Regions from separate parts of the Mus musculus genome. Here regions 1, 2 and 3 are each linked to region 4. The links are chromatin contacts, called in public Hi-C and promoter capture Hi-C maps. All regions are on one chromosome and are shown on one strand. Each heading gives the region's core, a stretch centred on a gene start, on an enhancer-like site or on the middle of the called end of the contact. The rest is flanking DNA. Distances are from core to core; before and after follow the strand shown.

Region 1 (6,027 bases), core at 605-3,104, 5.8 Mb after region 4:
TTGGTTTTCCTTTTTCCAGACAGAGTTTCTTTGTGTAGCCTTGGTTGTCCTGGAACTATAGACAAGGCTGTCCTCATACTCAAGAGGTTCACCTGCCTCTGCCTCCCGCTGGGATTAAAGTCATGTACCACCAACACCACCCAGCTCTTTTTTCCCCTTCCCTTTTCTCCCTCTTGCTCCAATCCCGCTTGCTCCAGGGCCCACTCTCTCCGGCCCATAGGTTCTTTATTTGTTTCTCATTACAGATGAGCCACCATGTGGTTGCTAGGATTTGAACTCATGACCTCCAAAAGGTGCTCTTAACTGCTGAGCCATCTCACCAGACCCCACCTAGCTATTTTTGAGTCCTAGGTGTCTTAGTTAGGGTTTCCATTGCTATGAAGAGACACCATGACCAAGGCAACTCATATAAGGACAACATTTAATTAGGGCTGGCTTACAGGTTCAGAGGTTCAGTCCACTATTATCAAGGTGGGAACATGGCAGTGTTCAGGCAGACATAGGGCTGGAGGAGCTGAGAGTTCCACCTCTTGTTCTGAAGGCAGCTAGGAGAAGACTGGCTTCCATGCAACTAGGACAAGGGTCTTAAAGTCCACACCCACAGTGACACACCTACTCCAACAAGGCCACAGTTCCTATTAGTGCCACGCCCTGGGCCTAGCATATACAAACAATGACGTTAGGAAACCCAAATGACAGGGCAAGTGACATGAGGCCAGAAATCTATCTTGAAGCGCTGTTAGCACAAGAATTTTCTTCAACAATGGAAATGTAGTAAACCTTCAAGCCACACTGATAACTGAGCTTTTGAAGGGCCATTAACACAAGTAAGGAACTGAATTTCCAATTAAACTTAAAGTTGCATAAGCACAAGTGAGTGTGGACTAATGTCCAACACAGACTTGAACTTAAGACTCTCAGCTTCTAATTTCTCAGAGGAATTAGGCTAAGTATTTCACAGACTGGCTCCACTGGCCAACATCCTCACTCTTCCCTCCCCAGACATACATGCAGGCACCTTTACCTGCACATACCATCTTTCAAGAATGCAGCATGGCTCCTGGCTAATACAGGATATCCAGAAGTTTGAGGTTAGACTACCCTACATACTGTTACCCATCTTGAAGAAGAAAAAAAATTGTCCAAGCCCAGTGGCAAACGCCTGTATCCCATCACTGGGAGGTAGGGACAAGAGGATCAGAAATTTGAGGAGGCCAGCTGGGCTACAGGAGACCTCTAAAATTAAGTGGGGAGGAAGGGCCTCTTACGAAATCCCCAATATATGTCGATTTCTCAAAAGTAATTACCCAGCAATTCCAAATTGGTGTCATTTCAAAAACCCCTGCTTTGTTGAATCTCTGCATTGTAAAGAGAAAGACCTTACACTGCTTCCGGCATTCTTAAGGCCCGCTGGGGACACTGCTAGTGCACCTCGAGTTACTCTTGGAAGGCGTTTCTGGCAGAAACACTTTCCTGTCAGGCTGAACAGCCCCGCTGCATGGACTTTGTCCACTCTTATCTCTAAATCTTTTCATGCTGATCTGGCAGCCAACTAGGTACAGGAGCCGGGTGGGGATGGGGGGCGGGGAGGGTGGGAGGCCGGAACAATGCGGCGGAAACAAAACTCTGAAACACGCCCACCTGAGCAAGACCAAGGGGTGGAGCCTAATCCGCCCAGAAGAAAGAAACCTCGAACTCCACCCTCAAGGTCACCGCTCCGAGTTAGCAGCCCGGGCCAAATGCCCCTGCCCGCTTCTAACCCAGCAAACTACGAAGGCAGGCGGACCATTAACTTACCTCGACTGTGGACACCCACAAACTTCACGCTGCTCTACTGCGCCTCGCCGCTTCCGGTGCTGAGAGATGACGTCACAAACGGCTGCCTAGCAACCGGTGATGATTCCAGTATCTTTTCGAGAATTGGCTGGAACGTTTTCTCGCCCGATACCCAGGTAGAACAGTGGCGCTAGCCGCTAGTTGTCCCCCGTGAGGATAGCTCCTTTGCTCGCAGCCTCCCGGTTGTCTGAATCCGGAGAGATTTCAGACAGCAGTCTTCTGTGGCTCATCTACGCAGCCATGTCGCCTTTTAGCACTTCCTCCTCAGGAAGCTTGCTATAAGTTAAAGCCATCTTTGAAAGGGAAAGAACGAGGTTGGAGGTAGTGAGAGAAATTCGTTCTGTAGCCCAAATTGGTCTTGAACTCGCGAGAATCTCCTTAGATTCCCCCAGTGCTGGGATTGCAGATGTGAGCTACCAAACACAGCTTTGAAGCCATCGTTTAAACTACAGGCTGGAGTGCCTTACCACCCACGTTAAAATTACACTTTTCTTTCTCTCTATAAGGAGAAAAAAGACTGAAGAGAGAGACAGAGGAACCCTGCTAAGATTTTTTTTTTATGATGTCTTCTCTAAATGAACTGAGGGCAATCAGCAGGAGGTTGGGATGACATATGTGTACTGATTTTTATAGCAATTCCAGGACGTTCCCTGAAAGTCTTGTATTGTAAATCACTAAAGACTTCTTGGCAGATGAAAGAATTCCTATCTCGTGAGTAAAATCAGAGTGTAGAATCTGAAACGCAGTCGAAACTGAACCTTACGGAGGCCCCCTTTTTTGGGGGTGGGGGGGTTGTTTAGACAAGGTTTCACTGTGCCCTAGACTAATCACAAACTCAAGATCCCCTGCGTCTACCTCTGAAATACTGGGATGACAGGTCTTCGTCCCCACTCTCAGCTAAGAGCTCTTTTGTTTCTTGATCAAATGGGTTACTATTGTTTTCTTGAAAAAGCAGGCTCCACTGTCTGATGGAGATGACAAGACAGGATGGGAGGATGTCCCTGAGAGCAAGGGAAAGCCGTGCTTTTGTTGACAAAGAAGATGCGGGTGTATGTTAGGATCAGAGCAGGAAGGGAGGAGGAATCTCAAGCTGTACAAACCTCAAGGCTGAGAACGTGGTCCATAACTGCCTAAGACATCAAGGCAGATCTGGTGACCCGACAGTTTGCGTTTTCCCTCAGGATTAGGCCTCTTAGCCAAGACTTCTACGCAGTCTCCATTGTGTCTCGTACAGCTAAAAATTAAACTGGGTCATTTGTGCAGAATTGAGCAGAGTTTTCCTAGCCACTGTATTAGGTCTATTCCATTGTCTGCAGTGCACTGACCAGAAAAGCAAGGTTGTTTGGAACAATGCACGGTCAAGGGCGTGGCAGGCACTTAAGACATTCACTGGGGTTCACATTGCTAGGGGACTACGCACCAAAATTTTTTCAGTTTCTCTATGAATCAAACAACTACTAATTTTTGTCACCCTAAAGCCCCACTATTCTGCTCTTAGCTTCCATGGGTTTAACCAATCTGGAAATACCATTTAAGTGAAATCATGTAGTGTTGGTTTTTGTAATCATTTTCTTTCACTTAGCTAGGTGTCAAGTTTCATCTACAATGTGGCACAAGTCAAAAGATCCTTTTTAAGGCTAATGTTTTTCTTTGGGTTTTTATTTTTTTAATACTTTTTAAGATTTATTTTATTTATATGAATACACTGTCACGGTCCTCAGATACACAAGAAGAGGGCATCAGATCCCATCTACAGATGGTTGTGAGCCACCATGTGGTTGCTGGAATTGAACTCAGGACCTCTGGAAGAGCAGCAGTCAGTGCTCTTAACCACTGAACCATCTCTCCAGCCCATATTCTTTTTTAATTTATTGATTTTTAATGTGTGTGAGTGTTTTTCGTGCATGTATGTCTGTACACCATGTGTGTACCTGGTGCCTGAGGAGGTCAGAAGAAAGCAGATCCCTGGGACTGAAGTTATAAGAGACTGTGAGGTGGGAGGAGTAGCCAGTGTTCCTACTGATCCATCTCTCCAACCCCCTATTATTCTTTCTTGTTTGTCTTCCCCCCCCCATTTCTTTTGTTTGTTTGTTTGCTTTGTTTTGTTTTGTTTTTCGAGACAGGGTTTCTCTGTATAGCCCTGGCTGTCCTGGAACTCACTTTGTAGATCAGGCTGGCCTCAAACTCAGAAATCCACCTGCCTCTGCCTCCTGAGTGCTGGAATTAAAGGCTTGCGCCACCACGCCCGGCTTTCTCCCAATTCTTAAAGACAGGGTCAAGGCTGACCTTAAAAGATCGCCTTAAATTCCTGATCCTCTTGCTTTGGGCTGTTATTGTTGTTGTTGTTGTTGTTGACAGGGCCTCACTATATAGCTCTGGCTGTCCAGAAACTTTTTAAGTAGACCAAACTGGCCTTGAACTCACAAAGTAAATTCTGCCTCTTGCGTACTGGGGTTAAAGGCAAGCACCACCATGCCCAATTTTCTTCAGTTTCCCAAGTGCTGTGATGGACTTTTGGGTTGTTCCTGTCTTTTGACTATTGGGAATAATGCTATATTTATGAACATGGATGTTCAAAACATCAAGATCTGTCTTCAGATACTGTGGAAAGCAGAATTGTTGAGATAGATAGATAGATAGATAGATAGATAGTGTGTGTGTGTGTGTGTGTGCAAGTGCATGTGTAGGCCAGAAGAGAATATCAACTATCTTTTTCATTCTCCACCTTAATTTTTGTTTTGTTCTGTTTTGTTTCGTTTTTGTTTTTGTTTTTGTTTTCTGAGACAGGATTCCTCTGTGTAGCCCTGGCTGTCCTGGAACTCACTCTGTAGACCAGGCTGGCCTCGAACTCACAGAGATCCACCTGCCTCTGCTGTAAATAGAGGACAGTGACCATGCCAGGCATCCACCTTAATTTTAAGATGGCGTCTCTCACTGAGCCTGGAGCTCACCAGTTAGGTTAAATTGGCCCATGAGCTCCAGAATCATCCTCCTGCCTCCGCAGCACTGGGATTATAGGCACAAGCTACTACACTGGTCTCTTTACATGGGTGCTGGAGATCTAAACTTAGGTGCTGGGGCCTCTGGAACAAACACTTCACCAACTGAGCCATCTCCCAGTCCTGGTCATTTTATTTTTAATACTTTGAAAGCTTCCATAATGCTTTTCCATGGCAGCTGCATGGTCTGACATTCCTCTAACAGTGCCCAGACACAGCTTCTCTGTGTGCTTGCCAGCACTTGTTATTTGTAGCTGTTTTTGTTGTTGAAAGCAGCCACCCACAATGGTCTTGATTTACAGTTCCCTGATGGTTAGGGATGGTGCTCTTTTTATGTGATTATTTTTCCAGTTGTGTGTCTTCTCTGGAGAAATGTCCAAATCTTTTGGCCATCTTAAATTCAACTTACTGGTATTTGTGTGATATTGTTGGAGTTGGGGGGAGGGGGTGCTTGGCTATATATAGCTCAGTGGTAGAGCATTGCCAAGAATATGTGAAGTCCTAGGTTCAATCTACAGCACCACACAATGAACCGAAGTGCTTTTTCCCTGCTCTGAGCGTGGCCCTTTGTTTCAGCTGGCCAGCCTCCCTGCCATTTTTCAGGACCCCTTTCAGTATGTTAGCTCTGGTCTGTCTCCTTTATGAAGGTGTGTCTGTATGCTTGCGCCACAATCACAGTTCTCATTGCTACCTCTTAGTAAAGATGTTTAAAAATCAGAAAGTGTAAGCTGGGTGTGGTGGCGCACGCCTTTGATCCCAGCACTCGGGAGGCAGAGGCAGGCGGATTTGTGAGTTCGAGGCCAGCCTGGTCTACAAAGTGAGCTCCAAGATAGCCATGCTACACAGAGAAACCCTGTCTCGAAAAAAAAAAAAAATCAGAAAGTGTGAGGTCTCTGACCTTGTTCTTGTTCAAATTGTTTTGTCTTTTTTTTTTTAACTCTGGATTTTGCTGTTTTGGTCAAACAGAGATGAAAATCAGTTTTGTGGTCTCTTGAAAACAAATCAATAAATCTAGCAAGTTCTGGTGACGCACAGCATCTGGGTCAGCACTGTCCTCACTCAACTGTGGATGCATTGGCTGCTCCTGTGAGAGATTAAAGATCATCTTTGAGACTTTGGGAGACTTCAAGACTCCAAGTCTAAGGGAAGGGCAATTGCAGCCAGAGGCTGTGGTCCACTGGTCCATCAACTT
Region 2 (6,336 bases), core at 37-2,536, 5.4 Mb after region 4:
GGCCGACTCACCTCCGAGGACGCGGTGGCAGGAACCGCTGGGCCGTTGGAAGCCAGCTCCCGCCGGCTCAGTAAGCTCGGCCGGTGGCGGCAGGATCCGCGAAGGCGTACCCGGCGGCTTCGGCGCCTCCCCTCCTCGGCAGGCACCAGAGGGGGCGCTTCACCCTCCTCGCGAGACAGCGGAGACCCCGGTGGCGGCGGCTGCGACCCCTATGACGTAGAACGTTCATCACCCACAGGCAGTTTGGAGGCGGAGAGAAGGCGAGACCAACCCCCCGAGCCCGCGCAGCAAAACACCGCTCCTCCACCCCCTTCCCCCGAGCTCTGGGCGCATGCGCCAAACCGCTGCCGCACGCAGGAGGCGGGACGTTACGGCACAGACCCCGGACCCTGCCCTGCCCCCACCGCGGGGGGGCACAGCACAAACTCCACAATCACAACCAAATATGCAGAAAGGCTGCCTCAGTATCAGTGGAACCTCACAAACTTCAACAAGTTGTTAGGATTCTCTATGGTGCCACGGGAACTGGACTGAGCTCCCAGAGCACCCTGGTCCTTCCGTCTATTTCAGCTGGGTTGACCATCAGGCATTTCTTTTACCCCGCCATAACTCCCTGCGGCCCGCTTCCCTCTTTCCACTCTCGGAAATCTACACTAAAAATGTATCTGACACATCTGCGCCCAAAGCCGAGCGGCCCAGCCTCTGCCGGCCAGGCTTCCACTCTGCACACCACCAGCATCCTGATAGTTGGCCTGCCAAGCTGCCTTTCTCGGGACTTAGTATTTCAAACTTGCTGCAGTCCCAAGCATTCGACAAACTGCCCGTCAACACTTGTTGGCCGGCAGATCCACCATGCGGGCTACCTGTACAACATATTTGAAAAGATTTCCAGCCATCAGCGATAATATTCTGTTTGTTCTTGGTGAACGGCTCAACTAACAGTTCCCAACGATGTTTTTGTTACGTAAAAGATGTTTAAGTCAAGCATAAACATATGAAGGTCTATCCGCATTTGGTGGAAACCGATGTGGGTGTGGGACGGCAACTTTGATTCTTCCACCGTGGACTATTTTCCAATAAACTTTTATATGCACACGATGGCACACTATCTTGTATTAATACCGCACTGCAAATGCAGGATAAAGCAGTTAAGGAATTCCTATGTGAGCGCAAAAAAGGCGCGATCTTCACATTTTCTCTTTTATTCCCTCTGCTGCCTGAAAGGCGGGCTAGGCCCGGATCACGTGATGTGTTCCAACTCCGGGCGGAAGCCCGCGGGAGCGCGCAGAGTCCCGCTGAAAAATGGCTGCTGCATCGGGGTGCAATGCGCCCGCGAGCAGGCTGTAGGGCCCTTGCCACCCCGTCCCCGCTGCTCCCTTACCATGAGGCCGATGAGTCGCCGAAGCCTGGACTGGACTTACTCCCTGGTAGGTACCGAGCAGAGCGGAGCTCCAGAGCGCACCATGGCAGGGCCCGCGAGCCGAAGGTAGACTGTTGGCTCGCAGCTTGGAACTCCAGAACCCATTCCTAAATTGAGCGTTCACGCCCTGCCCTCGGCTCCGCCTCTTCCTGGAGGACACGCTTTTCCGCCTCTGACGTCAGGGGTTGCAGGCCTGCTTGCCTCTGGGCTGCACTGTGTTAGAGGCATGTGATGCCTTTCCACCTGTAGCTGCTTGCTCGGGCTACACAGGGAAAGGACCCGGCACATTGATTTCTTCTTTTTGCTTTTCCTCCCCTCCTTTTAGTTGCTCCTTGCAATCGTCTTGCTCTCTTGGGGATTCGTCATCTATGCATCGACTGTAGCTGCACGACGACAACTACAGAAGGAGTTTCCAGACAAGTTCTTCTGAACGAACTTTTGTAATTCTTAGCAAACACTTCTTTTCTTCAGATGGCACCTATGTAGACTCAAAGTAAAATTCACAATACAAATTTGCGTGTGGCCTTTTGTGATAAGCGTTAACATGCCAATTTTTCAAAATGATCGGACAACACCCCCCCCCCCCTTTTTTTTTTTTCGAGACAGGGTTTCTCTGTATAGCCCTGGCTGTCCTGGAACTCACTTTGTAGACCAGGCTGACCTTGAACTCAGAAATCCGCCTGCCTCTGCCTCCCGAGTGCTGGGAGTAAAGGCGTGCGCCCCCACGCCCGGCTCTATTTTGTATCAGGTCATAGCTTTTCATTCTAGTGCTCAAACACTTCACATCCTCATGTCAAATCAGTATGTAAACAACACTGTGACTAAAATGTGTTTTGCATCCTGTTTATCAAAATGGACAGAAAAAAGTAGCTAATAGCTCTGTTTAGTATTTGTCTTTTTACTGTTAGTCTCAAATCATAGAACCTTTGGACAGTAACACGGACAGTGATAACACTCTGAGAATAAGCTTTATTAATTACTTTTCCAGGAAACAGATTCAGTAAATACAGCACTTTAGGAACATACTTGTGCTGTTACACAAGTCTGTTAAGTTTTTAAGGACTCTTCAATGATGTTGATCAGGAAAATCTCTCATTGGTGGAATTACTTCTCCAGTCTCCAGAATTGTATCACCCTAGGGAAAACAGGAAGTGTTTAATAGAGATTTTTCACCAAATATACATTTCATTGTAAATATTCCAACATTTGCTCAACACAATAAATGACTATAAAGATACTTTCTTTACATTTGTTAAATTTAAGCCAGGTCTGATGGTGAATTAATCCCAGTGCTCTAGAGGTAGAGGCAGGCAGATCTCTAGTTTGAAGCTAGCTGGTCTACATAGCAAGTTTCAGGGCAGACAAGACTACATAGATCGACCCTGTCTTAAAACAAACAAAAAAACAACAAAAAGAATCCCCAAAAAAGGCCATTAAAATTATTTTGCATTTTACCTAAAACATTTCAATTTAGGTGCTAATTTTTTACTTGTACTGATTTGTAAATGAAGCTAAAAAAGATTAATCAAACTATTACATGAGGACTTAAAAATTAAAAGGCATACTAAAGTGCATATTTAGACGGTAGACTGTAGTTCTGAAGCATGGATATACTTGTGAGACTATCTATCTCCACAATCAAGGTAATGACATCCTTCTGATTACAAGATTTAGTATTTTATTCCTTCAATCTATTGTCTCAACATCCACCTCCAAGTTTCAAAAATACTGTGCATAGATGGTCACTCTATGCTAGTCCATGTTCAGGCACTGCATGAAAAAGCTAGTTATGCTCTATTATTCATTTTAATAAGGGCTGGGACAAACAGACTGGGAGGACAGCCTGACTCATACTAGTCTATCCTATCAGGAAGAAGGAAACTTGTTCTGTTAAGCCAGAGACTTGGAACCCTGTCATGGCCTGGTCTATTCTAGAGGACACAGACGGTCTTCAGTTTCTCAAAAGAGAGACTCTGGGGCTGGTGAGATGGCTCAGTGGGTAAGAGCACCCGACTGCTCTCCCGAAGGTCAGGAGTTCAAATCCCAGCAACCACATGGTGGCTCACAACCATCTGTAACAAGATCTGACGCCCTCTTCTGGAGTGTCTGAAGACAGCTACAGTGTACTTACATATAATAAATAAATAAATCTAAAAAAAAAAAAAAGAGAGAGACTCTGGAACTGGTCAACAACACAGACACAGAACAGGACAGCTGTAGCAAAAGAGGACATTCAGAAAATAAAGAAATGCTACGAAACCACTGACATGGCTTTGTAAACAGAGCCTGTCTTCTCCTTTGACCATGAATGGCATCATAAACATATAATTAAATAATCAGGCAAGCAAAGAATAAATAAATATTAGTCAGCTAACAAAACCATCAAGTTAATGCCCAACTTTGAGGCTGCCTGGGGTCTGACATACACTGATTACAGGACATTTCTTGTTAGTTTGTAAAGCAGAGTTCCAGGGTGGACTGTTAGCCAAATTTGATGGTTCTCCCTAAAAGTCTCCTTTTGCGGCTCTTAACAGATAACTGTAACATATGCTACTTAATTTAAGTTTCAATTTACCATTATGGAGGCTCATTCATTACTCACATAGTAGCAGTCATTTATTGCGTTGAACAACTTGAGTACTAGTATTAAAGGCATGAGGGAATTTTTTAAATTACTTTTAGAGCTTACATCTTTGTAACATAAAATTGAAATTGACACAAATGTGTCTTAACTTCACAGATTGAGAACTATAAGCATAAAGCCAAAGAAGTTAGAATCTGGGAATGACAGAACCTCAGCTGTTAGCTGCCTGTACATCTATCTCTTCAGGCTCGTGCTGTAATTCTTGACCCCTGAGAAACCTGGTGGTGCCTCCTACTGTAGGGCAGTCAAGGTCATCAAACAAGGTGGAGACATACAGTATCCGCTCCTCATTTTCCACCATCACACCAGCCCTCCTCCCTTCCTCCTATGATACACAAACTGCATTTAAGCTGACAGTAAGAAAAGACCATTTTATTGTGATGAACTTGGCAATCACTTGTAGAAGTGGGGAGGGATAACATACAAGCAAAAAACTGGAATTTTGAGACTTACTGGAAATATCCTGGGCTTCGAGCTAACAATGGTGTATGGTTTAGTCTGCAATAAAAATAAATCTGTGTAAGTTACAGGGTTAGAAATTTTCTGAAAATATGGTAGATCTTTCCCAAATATTTTTATTTAAGTCTCCAATTTTCCCAGAACTCTGGGCGCATATTAATTAAACACCTCCACTTAGCTGTCAGAGCTCCAACTTGTGCACTCAACAACACAGCATCATATTCCAAAATGGATCAGATTTCTGCTCAAAGTTTCACAACCCTCAAAAGAAAAAAGATGGAGTCCTTGCTGTGACCTCTAAAACCCAGCAGGATTCACACCTAGAAAATCATTTGACTTTCTACACTCCCTCCCTTATTGTCCCTTAGTCACAATGGCTCCTTAGCTAATAGTCCAATCAATAAAGCCTAGGATGTCCCAGGGCTTTTGTGCTTCCTCTACCTGAAATATACTCCTGGTTATCTAGTTTTTCCCTCTTCTCATTCCAATTAGGTACCTTTTACTATCACCTCTGCAGAGAGGTCCAATTAAACCAGCAGCTCCCGGTCATGCTCTATTCTTTCACCATGCTCAATCTCTTTTAGAGAACTGAACACCTCTTATAACAACATATGTCTCTTATTCATGTGCTTACTGCCAGTCTCCAAGACTAGAATAAGCCTTTCACGAAGCAGGGACACAATCTGTCTGCTGTGTATACTGCTGTACCCACGTTTACAGTGCTTTGCATACAGAAAGAGGCATTTAATATATAAATTTGGATAAACTCATAAAGCATGTATGTCTACATAAGATACCATATCAAAATATTTAAAAATTACTGGCATGATGTAAAACATAGCATTATATAAGGCAAGAGGGCCAAGATTATGAGAGAAACATAAGACTATAATACGAGGAAAATAAAATATCTTTATTATATGAACTGTGGCCAGGGCCAGTGAGATGCTTCTGGGTAAAAAGCACTTGCTACACAGGCCTGGCAACATGAATTTAATCTTCAGAACCCACATGAAGATAAAAGGAGACAGCCAACTCCACAAAATTGTCCTTTGACCTCCCACAAACACATTATGGGACATCTGTGGCTCCCATGTACAAAAATTATACACATCTTTAATTTTTATTTTAAAAAGAACTGTGGCCAAAGTCAGGAAGATACTAAGATGTTTTCCAAGAGATGTAGAATGCAGTTACTGAAGCAAATGCTACTGTAATGAAGCTGCAGAACTCACCTAAACTGACCAAGAGGAAGAATAAAAGGTACGTGGCTAAGACCCTACCAAACATGAAATGCTGGGATATGTCCACTAGTGGCTAAGAAAGCATGAATCCCTCAGAGTAGTGGCTACATATTAATGTCTCTTTTTGCCAAACTAATACTACAGTTTACTAAATATGCTTCTGTTAGAGGATAAATGTATTTTCCATCTTAAGACAACCTGGTCATAGAGATGATAAAGGAAACTACACTTAGTATAAGTAGATAAATGCCAACTTTTAAAAGTTGGGACACGGGCTGGTGAGATGGCTCAGTGGGTAAGAGCACCCGACTGCTCTTCCGAAGGTCCAGAGTTCAAATCCCAGCAACCACATGGTGGCTCACAACCATCTGTAACAAGATCTGATGCCCTCTTCTGGAGTGTCTGAAGACAGCTACAGTGTACTTACATATAATAAATAAATAAATCTTTAAAAAAAAAAAAAAAAAGTTGGGACAGGACTGGAGAGATGGCTTACATGTACATGTAAGAGTACATACTGCTCTTCCAGAGGACCAGAGTTCAGTTTTCGTCACCCACAGTGCTTGGCT
Region 3 (5,582 bases), core at 424-2,923, 5.8 Mb after region 4:
GTGTTGGCTTAAAGCAGTAGTTCTCAAACCTGTGGGTTTTGATCCCTTCGGAAAACCTTTGGCACATATTTATATTACAATTCACAGCAGTAACAACATTGCAGTTATGAAGAAGCAATGAAAATAATTTTATGGTTGGGGGACACCACAACATGAGGAGCTGTAATAAAGGGTCGCAGCGTTAGGAAGGTAAAGAGCCCCTGCTTTAAAGACGTAACCTATTGATAGATGTGATATCTGAGAGGGTAACACGTAAGCTGAGAAAAGATGTTTCTCAACCAAAACCACAGCACATCATCAAAAAGTCTGTAAGGGAAGTGGCGTAGCTTTAGTGACCACAACAGAGTTTAGTGAAAGCAGTAACGGTGGAGAGGCAGGACAGCTCAAGGTAGAAATCCCAAAATCCGGAGGTTTTTAAGACCACGAGCTAAAGATGTCTTTGGGTAGGTTTGAAGACAGCCTTTCCAGCTCCCTTAGCTCTGGCTACATCCAATTACCTGTGATCTCCATAAAGCACTGAGACAGCCGCTCAGCTGGTAACGCACTGAAGACTTGAGTTGCCCGTGCAAAGGTACGAGAGAACTACAATGGTCCACAAGCCTAGAAACACACAATAAAACGAACATTTAAAGAATCTCATCCCACACTCTGCACTTCCATTAGGAAGTGTGCTTAACTGCTTCTTGTTCACCTGCTGACCTGTATTTTGTGATTTCTCTTATAAGTTTTTAGCTTGTTCCACTTCCAACGAAAGTCCAAGCAAGAGGCCCCGCGGTTAAGAGCATGTACCACCCTTCACAACTGCTCAGAGACAGGAGATTTCAGAATTTGAAGCCAGACTTAAGACTCCATGCCTCTGGCTTCCTTGGGCACCTACACACACACACACACACAGAGGATTCAAAATAAATCTTTAAAATATGTGAACTCTTTCAAGCTTACACCTCCACTTCTTTGATGTATCTATTGTGTTAGTGAATAAGAAAAACATTCACTCTGTCCTTTGAAAGCTTAAGATTCAACTTTGCCAACTATAGATTTTTGAGTCACCAACTGGAAATAAAAACGGTCAGAGAATTAAAACAATAAGCTAAAGCAATTAATTTTGCTTTTGGCCGCTCCTCTGCGGCCAAACTGGGTGGAAGACCATGACCCTCCGTTAGCATGAGGCATTCTAAATGTTTTCCTGTTTGGTGAAGTCCCAGATTCCCTCCGCCCAAGTCGTCAGAGCCAAAAGGATCTGAAGCCTGGGCCAGGCTCGTCCAAAAAGCTCTGACATAAGTGCGCTTGGGTGAAACCAAAGCCTGCGAGGCTGGTTTAGGGAGTAGGCCCGCCTTGCTCAGCATTTCTTGCCCGCAAGGCTCAGAGCTAAGGAGCTGGAGCTGCAGAAAATCAGACTCGCAGCCAGGGCTGGGTTCCACCAATCCCCTTCAGCACAGCGCGCACAACGCCTGAAGCACTCGTCCCCGGCTTACGGGCTCTGGGACATGACCTCTCCACCTCAAGACTTCCGCACTCTGGTTCCTCGCAATAAGAAAAAAAGCCTCTAGAAAATTCTACGAGGCTCGGGAACCCGGGCTTGAGTCCACCCCCACAAGGCCCTTGGGCGCAGCCACTTCCCGCCCCCGCGCCGTTGCCCAGGTAACCGAGGGGCGGTGGCAGCGGCGAGGGGCGGGACTTCCGGCAAGTGACGCGCCGGGGCTCGGCTACAAAAGAGGTCGGCTGCGGCGGGCCGGGCGGAACTTTCCAGAACGCTCGGTGGGTGGTGGAGGAGCAGCGTGTGGCTGAGCTGCGCTGTGCTCCGCTCCTTTCCGCTCTCCGGCGCCGGCCCGCTCACCGGTGAGTCTCCGGCCTCCCTCGGTCGCGGCGTGCGGTCTGGACCCCAGACAGCCGGGGAAGGCGCAGCCGGAGGCGGTTGGTCCCGCGTGGGCGGGGACTGCGGGTTCCTTGAGCCGGCCTCGGGCTTCGGAAGGCTGCCGGGAATGCCCGGCGCCCTGCCCGCCCGCACGCCTCGAGGAGGTCCAAGGCCCAAGCCAATTGGCCTCCCGCCTCATGCTCCTTGCTGCGTACCCCCGCGCTCCGCCGCCCGGGCCGGGTGGGCAGCGCTGCGCACGCGCGGAGCAAGGCAGGGGTGAGGGGCTGCGGGAGGAGCCGGGCGGAGGCTGCGGCTTGCGCTTCTCCTGGCTCTCCTCCCTCTCTTTGTTGAGGTTCGACCTCCCCCCCCCCTCCGCCTTTTCGATCAGGGTGGGAGGGAGAAAGGAAGGAAGCCTTAACGGTCGGCGCCGGGGGGCCCGGGAAACCCAGAGGGCGAGCCAGCTTCCAGGCCTGCGGGGCGAGAGTGGGTAAGCTGCGAGCGAGCAGGAGCAGGATGGCGACGGGGCCCGGGCACCTGCTCCCTGGAGCCGGTCTCCTAAGCCACTCCTCCACCCCCGGGAGTCCAGTGTCGCTTTCCGGCGAGGGTATGGCCTTTATCAGATGTACAAAGGCAGCGGTAATGTACTAACCAGTGGACGGAACCTATCAGTGCTGCTGTGGGTTACTAGCAAAACCTCTGGGGAAAGGAAACCGGAAGAAGCCAAATAATTCATGTGTTAGTGCAGTAGAGTCTGAACCAGCTGCGAGAGAGGCTTTCCTTCGCGTTCCCTGAAATCTATATTTTAATCTGTTCGAGTTTACAGCTGAATCATATCAGGAATTTTTTTTTACCTTTTAAGACGCGTAGGGAAGGCTGTATTAGTATGAAATAAATGCAAAAGAACAGATTGCTTTAGCTCTGGTAGTTAAAGACTACCCGTTAAGAGCCAGTCGTGGCGCACACCTTTGATCCCAGTGCTCAGGAGGCAGAAGCAGTTGGATCTTTTCTACAAAAGTTTAAAGCTGGTTTAAAATTACCATTTTCTGGTTTCAGGCTGTAAAAAATGGTGAAAGAAACCACTTACTACGATGTTTTGGGGGTAAAACCCAATGCCACCCAGGAAGAATTGAAAAAGGCATATAGAAAATTGGCCTTGAAGTACCACCCTGATAAGAATCCAAATGAAGGGGAAAAGGTAAGGGCACAGGCAAACAGCTCAGCAGCAGTGTTGCAGTGTGTGTATCTTTCTGTTCGTGCCTTAAAGTCTACCGTAGCTGTGCTTTGTAACAGTTGTTTCTAATGGGATGTCCTTTTCTGAAACAGTTTAAACAGATTTCTCAAGCTTATGAAGTTCTTGCTGATTCCAAAAAAAGGGAACTATATGATAAAGGAGGGGAGCAGGCGATTAAAGAGGGCGGAGCAGGTGGTGGTTTTGGCTCACCCATGGATATCTTTGATATGTTCTTTGGAGGAGGAGGAAGAATGCAAAGAGAAAGGAGAGGTAAGAAAAATCTGGCTTACCTGCAGCTAGAACGAAATAACTGCTGCGGAAAAAAAAGACTTGAGAATTTATTCAAATGCTTGTTTACACGTTGGTATGATGTTACACTCTGTCCGTGAACTGTCTTTGACTTCTGGTGTCATTGAGATTTTCTGTAACTAAAAAATAGCTAAGCCAAAAAGCAGGTATAACTAACCCCATAGATTCCCAAACAGTGGGGGTAACAAAGTGTACTAACTTAGGTTTCTAAGCCCTGTCCTCCCTTGGATAATACCACCTGCTCTTAGAACCCAGTGGTAAGTGCAGTGGCCCTTTCTGTTAGAAAAGTAACCCTGAGCAAGCAGAGCCTGAGAAAAGCTCATTGTCTGCAGATAGCTGCTGCTGTTGACTCTTGTTTCAGCTCTGCTAGCTCAGCTTAATGTGTTTAGTGTTTGGCCAAAAGATGTCTATGGGAAGACAGTATTGAAGGGTAAAATAGCACTTTGTTCTCAGTATATATAGTTAATATAAACTAGTTCATAGGCACAGTTCTAGAACAAATAGGCAGGCCATTAAATTTCACTTTGCTCCTTAAAGGGACTTGGAAAAACTGTTTACTATGTTTTTAGAACAATTAACCTGTGGGCCTGAGAAACTGCTCAGTGATTAAGTCAAGAGCATTTGCCATTCCTTGTAGAAGATCCAGGTTCTGTTTCCCACACCCACACTCGATAGCTGGCTCACCACTGCCTGAAACTCCAGCTCCAGGGGACCAGCAGCTGCTTCTTCTGGCCTCTTGGTTTTCACATAAACATATTTAAAAAACCAACCTATAATCGCAGTCGGCCTGCTCAGCCATAAGATGGTATGAGCTACAGAAAGGTAGACTGACTTTGGCTTAGATGAGTTTGAGGGCTTTTGTTAACTGTGCTGCTTTGGAGAATGGACTCCGTCAGTTTCCAGAAGCTTGCTTTTTCCTTTCTGTACTCTGTATAAAGTTGAGAAAGCTCGGACTTTCAATTTGTGAGAACCTACTTGCTTACAAAGTGAAAATGAGAAAGCAGCACAATGTCGTGACTTTAATTTTAACTCCTTACTTAAAGAGTAAGAATATTCGGATATTCAGAAAGGATTGGGACTTTCTTTGGTAATCAGGCAATGCTCGTGGCGGGCCGTGGATAAAGTCCTAGGGGAAGGATCACCAGCTAGGGACTTATTAACCGTTGACAGGTGATTTCATTTCTCTAACCTGGCTGTCCTTATGTGATCTCAACCAACCTACTTCGGCTATGTGGCAATCTTTTGCTCTAGCCAGATATGGGTCTTTAAGATGAGATTAATTTAGAGGGAAAAATTTCTCTGCAGCTGTAGTAGCCACCACACTTAAAATTGTATCTAGTATTGTACATGTAAAATGTGTCCATTGCTACAGAAAGTTCTGTTGGACTGTATAATATATAACAAAAGGCCTGGGAAATTTGAGACAACCAGTGCTAGCCTAGCAATAAAAACTATTGAAACTGAAGTAGAAATTGCTATTTCAGTAGTGTCTCAATATTGGCTTCTCCAGCCAATCTTGATTAGAAAGAATTTACTGTGCTAAAGAATGTTTGGATTAAGTAACTAGCCATGTTGCTTAATAATGCCTAATAAGTAAAACCTTCAAAGGGATCCATGCTTAGCATTGTGAAATGTGCCTGAACATTGAGTGACTTTTAAGGGTAGTATTTTAATTGCTGGATTTCTGAGAGGGCCTCTGTGTTCTTAGGCAGATAGATGAACTGCTCACATAATTTTCCTCATTTATGATTAGATTAGTTTGAAAATCAAGTGATTAGATGAGTGTTGTATATGAGTATAGCTCAAAAAGATGTATAGTTTGAGGCTGGTCTTCCATTATCCTTTGCCATTTTTATAGTGCCTTCAACAAAGAAACGTTACAGATGGGTGTTTAATGAGCAGTGTTTTATTCTAGGTAAAAATGTTGTTCATCAGCTCTCAGTGACCTTAGAAGACTTATATAATGGTGCAACAAGAAAACTGGCTCTGCAAAAGAATGTGATTTGTGACAAATGTGAAGGTAAGGGTTCCTAAGTGTTGGGTGTTGTTAGCTGGGTTGTTTATGAGGATAGGCCTTTGTAGATGTAAGCTGGCCTTTTATCTTTCTTCAACTTTCTGAGTACCAGGTCCCCATGACTTCCCTGATAAAGTTGGAGTGCAGCACTAAAAACAGCTGAATCTTCTACA
Region 4 (6,132 bases), core at 7-2,506:
TTCAAAGTTTCTTTAATACTAAGGTTTAAAACAATGACTCTGTAATGTGGCCTCCAGATCTGACGAACTTTCTGACTGCATATATTTGCAGACAAGTCATCCTTGGTCCTATTTTTTTTTTTTAAATAACGAACCATCAATGCATGAGCATAAAATGCATACGGCAATGGGGCTGCTTCTGTATGTGATCAGATACCCTAGAAAGATAGATTTCAGCACCTGGAGGCTGGCAAGTGAAAGTATCCCTGTGAAATCCTAAAATGCTCCACCATTGTTCAAATCTCAGTGTTTCCAAAACAAAATCTTAAGCATGACACATCCATTAGGTTTCATGCTTTATGTAAAAAACGGCCTCAACTAGGCAGTTTAATCAATGTTCTCCCTCCCTCCATAGTCAGCACACGTTAACTGGGGAGTCTTAAGACCAGATGGAGATCCAAACTCTGATATCTGTCATAAGATAACATTTAGAATGTTACTAACATTCTAAATCCTAGTTAGAAAACGTTGCTGAAAAGCAATGTCCTTGGGCAAGAAAAGAATGGGAAGATCTGAAACTGACCCAAGCACAAATCCCTTGTCAACCAAAGACACTTAACAGGAAAGAACCCAAGAAATGTGGGGGTGGGGGTGCACGGGGGGGGGGCCGGAAATCGTACTCTTCCGGAACGTAAAGGCGAAACAGGCACTGGTAAAGCCGCCCCCAAGGGACGACTGACTATGGAACGGTGACAGCTCCTATGCACCGCGGAGAGCAGCCAGCAGGAACGGCCGCAGCGCAGACGCCGCCGCCACTCCCAGCTTGCAGGTCCGGCGGGATTGGCTCGAGAACATCAACAAAGACCCTCCGGTCGCAGCCTAACCCAACAACAAAGGCCGAGCGACTGCGCGCGACGGCCGGCGGCGACAGGGGGACTGGCGCGCGGCGGGCAGCCCGGCGCCCGCGGCGCAGCCCGGGAGCGTGCACGGAGCCCCGAGGCCGTCCGGCCCAGCCTGGCCGCGGAACACAAAGACGCGGACCGCCCGCGCTCCGGCCGCCGAGGCCCGCGGAGGGGGAGGGGCTCACCTGGCACAGCTGGCGGCAGTAGGCGGCGGCGGCCTCCACCGCGGGCTCCCGGCTCTCGCATAGCCGCCGCTCCAGCTCTTGCAGCCGCTCGCCCAGGCGCCGCAGCTCCGCCGCGCAGCCGCCACCGCTCAGGCGCTCCTGCTCGGCCTCATCGTCCGCCATCTTCGCAGCCCGCTCCGTCGCGTACGCACCTGGGTCACGTGATAACACAATGCCACGTTCGGCGGGGTCACGTGCCCGGTGCGCTGGCACGCCTGGGCGCACGTACAAAGGCCGGGTGTGGGGCTGGCGACCGCCGGGGCAGTGCTGCAGCGAGCTGAAGCTGAGGCCTCTGCTGCTGCGGCGGCGGCTAGGGCCAGGGCCAGGGCGAGGGCAAGGTCTGCGGAACAGCCGGAGGCCAGGGCAGGGTGGAGAGCTGGTGATTGCCCTGGTTCTGGGCCAACCCGAGAACGCCTCCTGGAAACAAGCGCTCTAGGTGTTGGAGGGCACACACACACAACAATTGGGTCAGAACAAAATGAGAGGTTCAATTCTCATTCTGGGAAATCAAGCAGCGAACACAAGAAAAGAATAGTGTGGAGAGAATTCAAACAGACCGAAATGATTAATGTTGTAACCCGGTGGTTTTTAAGGCACAAAAGCTTTTCTAAAATCTGGTTACCGTTACGCGTTACAAGAATCCACACCGAATCTTAGTTTGGGAAAGTAGGTCGAAGGAAAGAACACAATTAAGGATGCTAAAGTAAAAAAAGGAACACGGATGTCAAATAAATGCCAGTAGCAACCCTCCTCTTGGTGCTGCAAAACAGGTGGCCTTCTAAGCCGTATTTTATTTGCAAGACGAAAACAGTATTTGGCATTAGAATTGGAGAAGAGAGCTGAGTGTTGTGTGCACGGTTGTAATCTCAGCACTCGGAGACGAGAGGTTCAAAAGTTCATCCCTGGCTACATAATATTTCCTCCTCCAGCCTATGCCAGATGAGTTCTTACAAATTTAAAGGAGTAGGGGGTAGAATAAGAGGTAGTCGGAAAATCAATGTGCTTAACCATAAATTTCATAATCAAACTAATAACAAACCCAGTGTTTGAGGGCTAGGGGTGTGACTCAGTTGACAGAGTGCTTGCCTAGCTCCGTTCACTGCATAAACCAGGCAAAAGGCACGCAACTGCCTGTTTAATCTCAACCTTCCCTGGTGAACGCCAGAGTATCAGAAGTTCAGAGACTACACTATTTTGCCAGTTTCAGGTCAGCAAGAACAAATAGACAAACAAAACAAAACACCCCACAACCTACTGTTTATTTAAGAGGCAAGATGTCTGCCTTACAACTGAATCCTTTTAAAACAAACAACAGCGTTGACACACCTGGTCATTTTACTGTTGTGTTCTGACTGCACTGTATTTTTCTAAGGATAGTTATCTAAAATGAACAACCAGCCTGGAGGTTGGCTCTAGCAGAACTGCAGCACGAAGGAAGCTGGAGCTGAGGGTCTCCCGGTCCAGTCCGCCCGGGCTACATTGTAATGCTGGGTCTCAAAAACATAATTTCTACCGTATCCAGTAGCCTTTTCAGGAAATGTATATAATAAAGCCAGATGTGATTCTAGTCCTCACAGGTGACGGGAGGAGGACACTTAGTGGAAAATGTTCTCTGAATACTGTGTTGTTCCAGCGAATGTTTTGTAATGCATGCTTTTAAATCATTACATAAGATGAACAAGCACAAGGCAACCTTACAGAAAACAGCATCAATACTGCACATTAACAAGACAGAATCCTCTAATGCTTGCATGTACATGAGACCAGGGGAGCACACTGTAAGGCTAAGGATTTCCTCTATTGGATTGAACAGTGAAAAAGAGTTGAAGAAACAAATGAAGGTAGCTGTTTTGTCTTGCCCTAGTCCCTGTAGATACTCTACCAATGAGCTGCCCTGTACCCTCCTTGCTTAAGATTTTAAATTTTGCAGTTCATTTTCCCAGGTTATATATATAGTTCAGGTATTAAAGTTCCATCAATGTATGCTATTTTAGGATTCCAATGAAAATTATCAAAAGAAATATGTGATTAGCCAATGCACCAGTAAATGCAAGGACTGTACAATAACTAAAGGCTAGGAAGCTTACCTTTTCTACAATTCAACAGTAATGAGTTACACCACACTTCATTTACAGGAAGGAAAGTGTGTAGCAGCAGGTGTGGAGAGAAAGATCCAAAGTGAAATATGCCTGAATAATGATTTTTTAAATTATTACATAGGGCTAGGGTGTAGCTCGATGGCAGAGCACATTCCGGAGACTCTGGTAATGGGATGGGGAGGGGGTACCTAGTAATGTCATTCCTACCTTCAGGCCATGATACCCTTGTGGCTAAAAAAACTGGATTAGGAGCTGGAGAGATGGGCTCAGTGGTTAAGAACATTTGCTAGTTTTCCAGAAGACCAGGGTTGTAGTCCCTGTACCAGGTGGCTGCTTCACAGCTGTCTGTGAGTTCAGTGTCAGGGGATGCCAACTGCTTCTGGAACCAGACATGCAAGTGGTGCACAGACCTCATGCAGGTATGACACTCTTACATAGAAAATAAAATTTTAAAGGAAACTGGAATCATAAATTGGATCTGCATTCTAGTACGGCCATATAAATTCATCTGCACCTTTTGCTTTTATCTAGTGTCTGTGACTGTTAAACTTGAGAATTATGAGGAGAAAGACGGCCTTAGTTAGGGTTTTATTGCTGTGAAGAGACACCAGGACCACAGCAACTCTTATAAAGGACAATATTTCTGGTTTATATTTTCAGAGGATTAGTCCGTTATCATCATGGCAGGAAGACATGGTGCTCGAGCTGTAACTAACAGTTCTCCAGCCCAGTCTGCAGGCAGCAGGAAGAACAAGTCACACTAGGCATGGCTTGAGTATCTCAGACCTCAAAATCCATGTCTTAGTGCCTTTTGGCCAGCCTGAGACCAAGGTGACTTTCTGTGACCTGTTTGCTTTTTCCTCTTTTTGGGCAAGTGACTTAGTGACAAAACATTTACATATAGAAAGAAGTAATGGGCCACAGAAACGACCATACCAAATATCCAGTCATAGCACAGAAACTAACAATTGAAAATAAAGAGAGACATCTACATAGCTATTTAATACAACGCCTGTGGGTGCAGGGCATCCTACCAACCCACAGAGAAGACAATCAACAAGCACACTGAGTGGAAACGAGCATGTGATTGTCCCTTGGTATGGTTGTCAAAGGAGAGAACAGCCAGAGGCAACTTGGGAGAGTACAGAGTGAACATTTCTCTCAGAATAGATCAGATGATTAGAGGGACAGCGGGGAAGCAGAGAGAAGAGACCAAGGGAGCCGAGGACCAAGAGCGTGCACCCAAAATAGCTAAGTTCTCTAGGAATCGCAAGCTGGGGGAAGACAAGCAAGTTCAGGGGCTGGAGAGGTTTATGGTGGGAGGCAGGGGTGAGGCGTGCTAAGAGAAGCCAGGACTCTGTAACAGGTCTTAGCAATGCTGAGAACCTGATGGTCACGGTCAGTTTTTATACAACAGGTCCCTTGGCTAGCCATATGTCCCAGGTTTGAGACCTTATACACACAAAACTTAACCGTAGCCGTTAGCTTCTTAAGTACCAAACTTTCAGTTCACAGGAACCACTACACACACACACACACACACACACACACACACACACACACACGCACATACCCTTCTCTGCCTAGAGGCTCTTAGGAAAAATTGGAGACCCAGTCCATAAAATGACAATAAGGCCACTTGGGCCACAAGCCCCCAGGTTTCTGGGGACAGCGTTTTGACCAAGCAAGGCAGTTAGTTCGTGGGCGTGGTATCACAAGGGCCCTCAGGCAGTCGAGCCTTCAGCCACCAGTTACACTTCCGGCACTTGTGCTGAGGAGCCGCGCTTCCGGGTGGCGCCAGCTTCCCGGGTCCTGCGGGCTTCCTGCAAGCCTGGCGCACCAGCCGGCTCTTGAGGAATTCCTAGACTGCGGGACCTGAAGACTGGAACCGGGGATGCGCGGTGCCTGCTGCACGCTGGCAGCGCCGGCCGCCGCCACGCTGCTCCCCAGCCCTGTCTGCACCCCGAAGCCCGCGAGCCGAGCTGCCTCAGCTGGCCACACAGCCCGCGGGCGCGCGGCCTCCAGAGCCCGCCGGGAGGAGCCGCTCGGGCTGCGCGCGGAGGAGGCAGGGAGGCCGGGAGACTCGCCCTGCAGGGCTTGGCCGGCCTTCTCCAAAGAGCTGGGCTGCACCCGGACGCCTGAACCCGCAGCCTTGGGGACGCGAGGATTGGCGTCTGCTTGGAGTGCATCCAAGAAGACTGGAGATCTGGGTGAAGACCGCCGCCTCATCTGCTAAAATCACACTGCACTTTTTGTAGAGAAGATATGTTTTTTCCTCCTCTGAGAGACAGCAACCGGATCGATTAAAAGCGCTGAAAACATAAGCCAGGCACTGGTCCGCTTACGTACACAATTCCAATGAGCCCGAAACACGAAGCACGAGTAAAAAGATTAGTTTTAGTCCTTACATTCTTTTCATGGAGGGAAACAGAGGGATTTATCTAGCGGGATTTTTTTTTCTTTTACCTTATGAGGAAGAAAAACCAAATGGAAAATGAGTAATGACATATAAAGGAAAAAAAGAAGAAGAAAAAACTATGTTGTTTTTTTGAGATAGTTTCACTTTGCAGCCCATGTTTGATTTGAACTCCGTGGCAGAAAAATGACTTGATTTTCTTTTCCTACTGTCCTTCACCGTCACACTCGTTTTGTGCAGTACTGAGTTCGTTATGCATGTTTGGCAGCCTTTCTGTCAACTAAGCCATCGCTAATTATTCTAATTCACCCAAATGAAAGCAGTCATAAAATAAAGCAAAAACAGAACCTTGGAAACAAACTCTGTAGCGTAGTTGAATTGGCGTGCACCATTTCTCTAAAGAAGCAAAGAGAAATACAGAAAATAGTTTTCCCTCTCCCCTCCTCCTCTCCCCACTCTTTCCCTTGTGCACAGGCTCTATCAACTAGGAGCTATACGCCCAGCCTTGTAGT

Evidence for each region. Promoter capture Hi-C pulls out the DNA fragments that hold promoters and counts their contacts. A called contact is a pair of places that touch in the nucleus more often than the background predicts.
Region 1: a contact with region 4 is called in a promoter capture Hi-C map of pre-B cells. The contact joins the promoter of Aptx here to the promoter of Zfp292 in region 4. A contact is called at or near these places in 3 of 39 promoter capture datasets (cranial neural crest, liver and pre-B cells).
Region 2: a promoter capture Hi-C map of pre-B cells shows a contact between it and region 4. The contact joins the promoter of Smim27 here to the promoter of Zfp292 in region 4. A contact is called at or near these places in 8 of 39 promoter capture datasets (the C10 cell line, the HPC-7 cell line, cranial neural crest and 5 more).
Region 3: a contact with region 4 is called in a Hi-C map of the G1E-ER4 cell line, with 3 times the contacts expected there. The contact joins the promoter of Dnaja1 here to the promoter of Zfp292 in region 4. A contact is called at or near these places in 6 of 39 promoter capture datasets (cranial neural crest, frontonasal cranial neural crest, liver and 3 more) and 1 of 484 Hi-C or Micro-C datasets (the G1E-ER4 cell line).

The regions. Positions count from the first base shown.
Region 1 is chr4:40,701,340-40,707,366 of GRCm38.p6, forward strand. It overlaps Aptx (aprataxin), which reads right to left and starts at 1,855. Exons shown (of 8, transcript NM_001025444.3): 1 at 1,798-1,855.
Region 2 is chr4:40,268,293-40,274,628 of GRCm38.p6, forward strand. It overlaps Smim27 (small integral membrane protein 27), which reads left to right and starts at 1,287. Exons shown (of 2, transcript NM_001349093.1): 1 at 1,287-1,427; 2 at 1,746-1,936. The coding sequence starts at 1,383. The coding sequence ends at 1,850. Topors (topoisomerase I binding, arginine/serine-rich) reads right to left here and starts at 1,549. Exons shown (of 3, transcript NM_134097.3): 1 at 1,382-1,549; 2 at 12-209. The coding sequence starts at 1,384. It overlaps Ndufb6 (NADH:ubiquinone oxidoreductase subunit B6), which reads right to left. Exons shown (of 4, transcript NM_001033305.3): 3 at 4,518-4,562; 4 at 2,299-2,555. The coding sequence ends at 2,487.
Region 3 is chr4:40,720,795-40,726,376 of GRCm38.p6, forward strand. It overlaps Dnaja1 (DnaJ heat shock protein family (Hsp40) member A1), which reads left to right and starts at 1,674. Exons shown (of 9, transcript NM_008298.6): 1 at 1,674-1,839; 2 at 2,909-3,050; 3 at 3,179-3,356; 4 at 5,311-5,415. The coding sequence starts at 2,919. Gm6297 (predicted gene 6297) reads right to left here and starts at 2,047. Exons shown (of 3, transcript NR_077226.1): 1 at 1,838-2,047; 2 at 700-873; 3 at 1-600. Mir207 (microRNA 207) reads left to right here and starts at 2,123; the gene lies at 2,123-2,201. It also overlaps a transcript of Aptx not described here.
Region 4 is chr4:34,881,692-34,887,823 of GRCm38.p6, forward strand. Zfp292 (zinc finger protein 292) reads right to left here and starts at 1,257. Exons shown (of 8, transcript NM_013889.2): 1 at 1,067-1,257. The coding sequence starts at 1,228.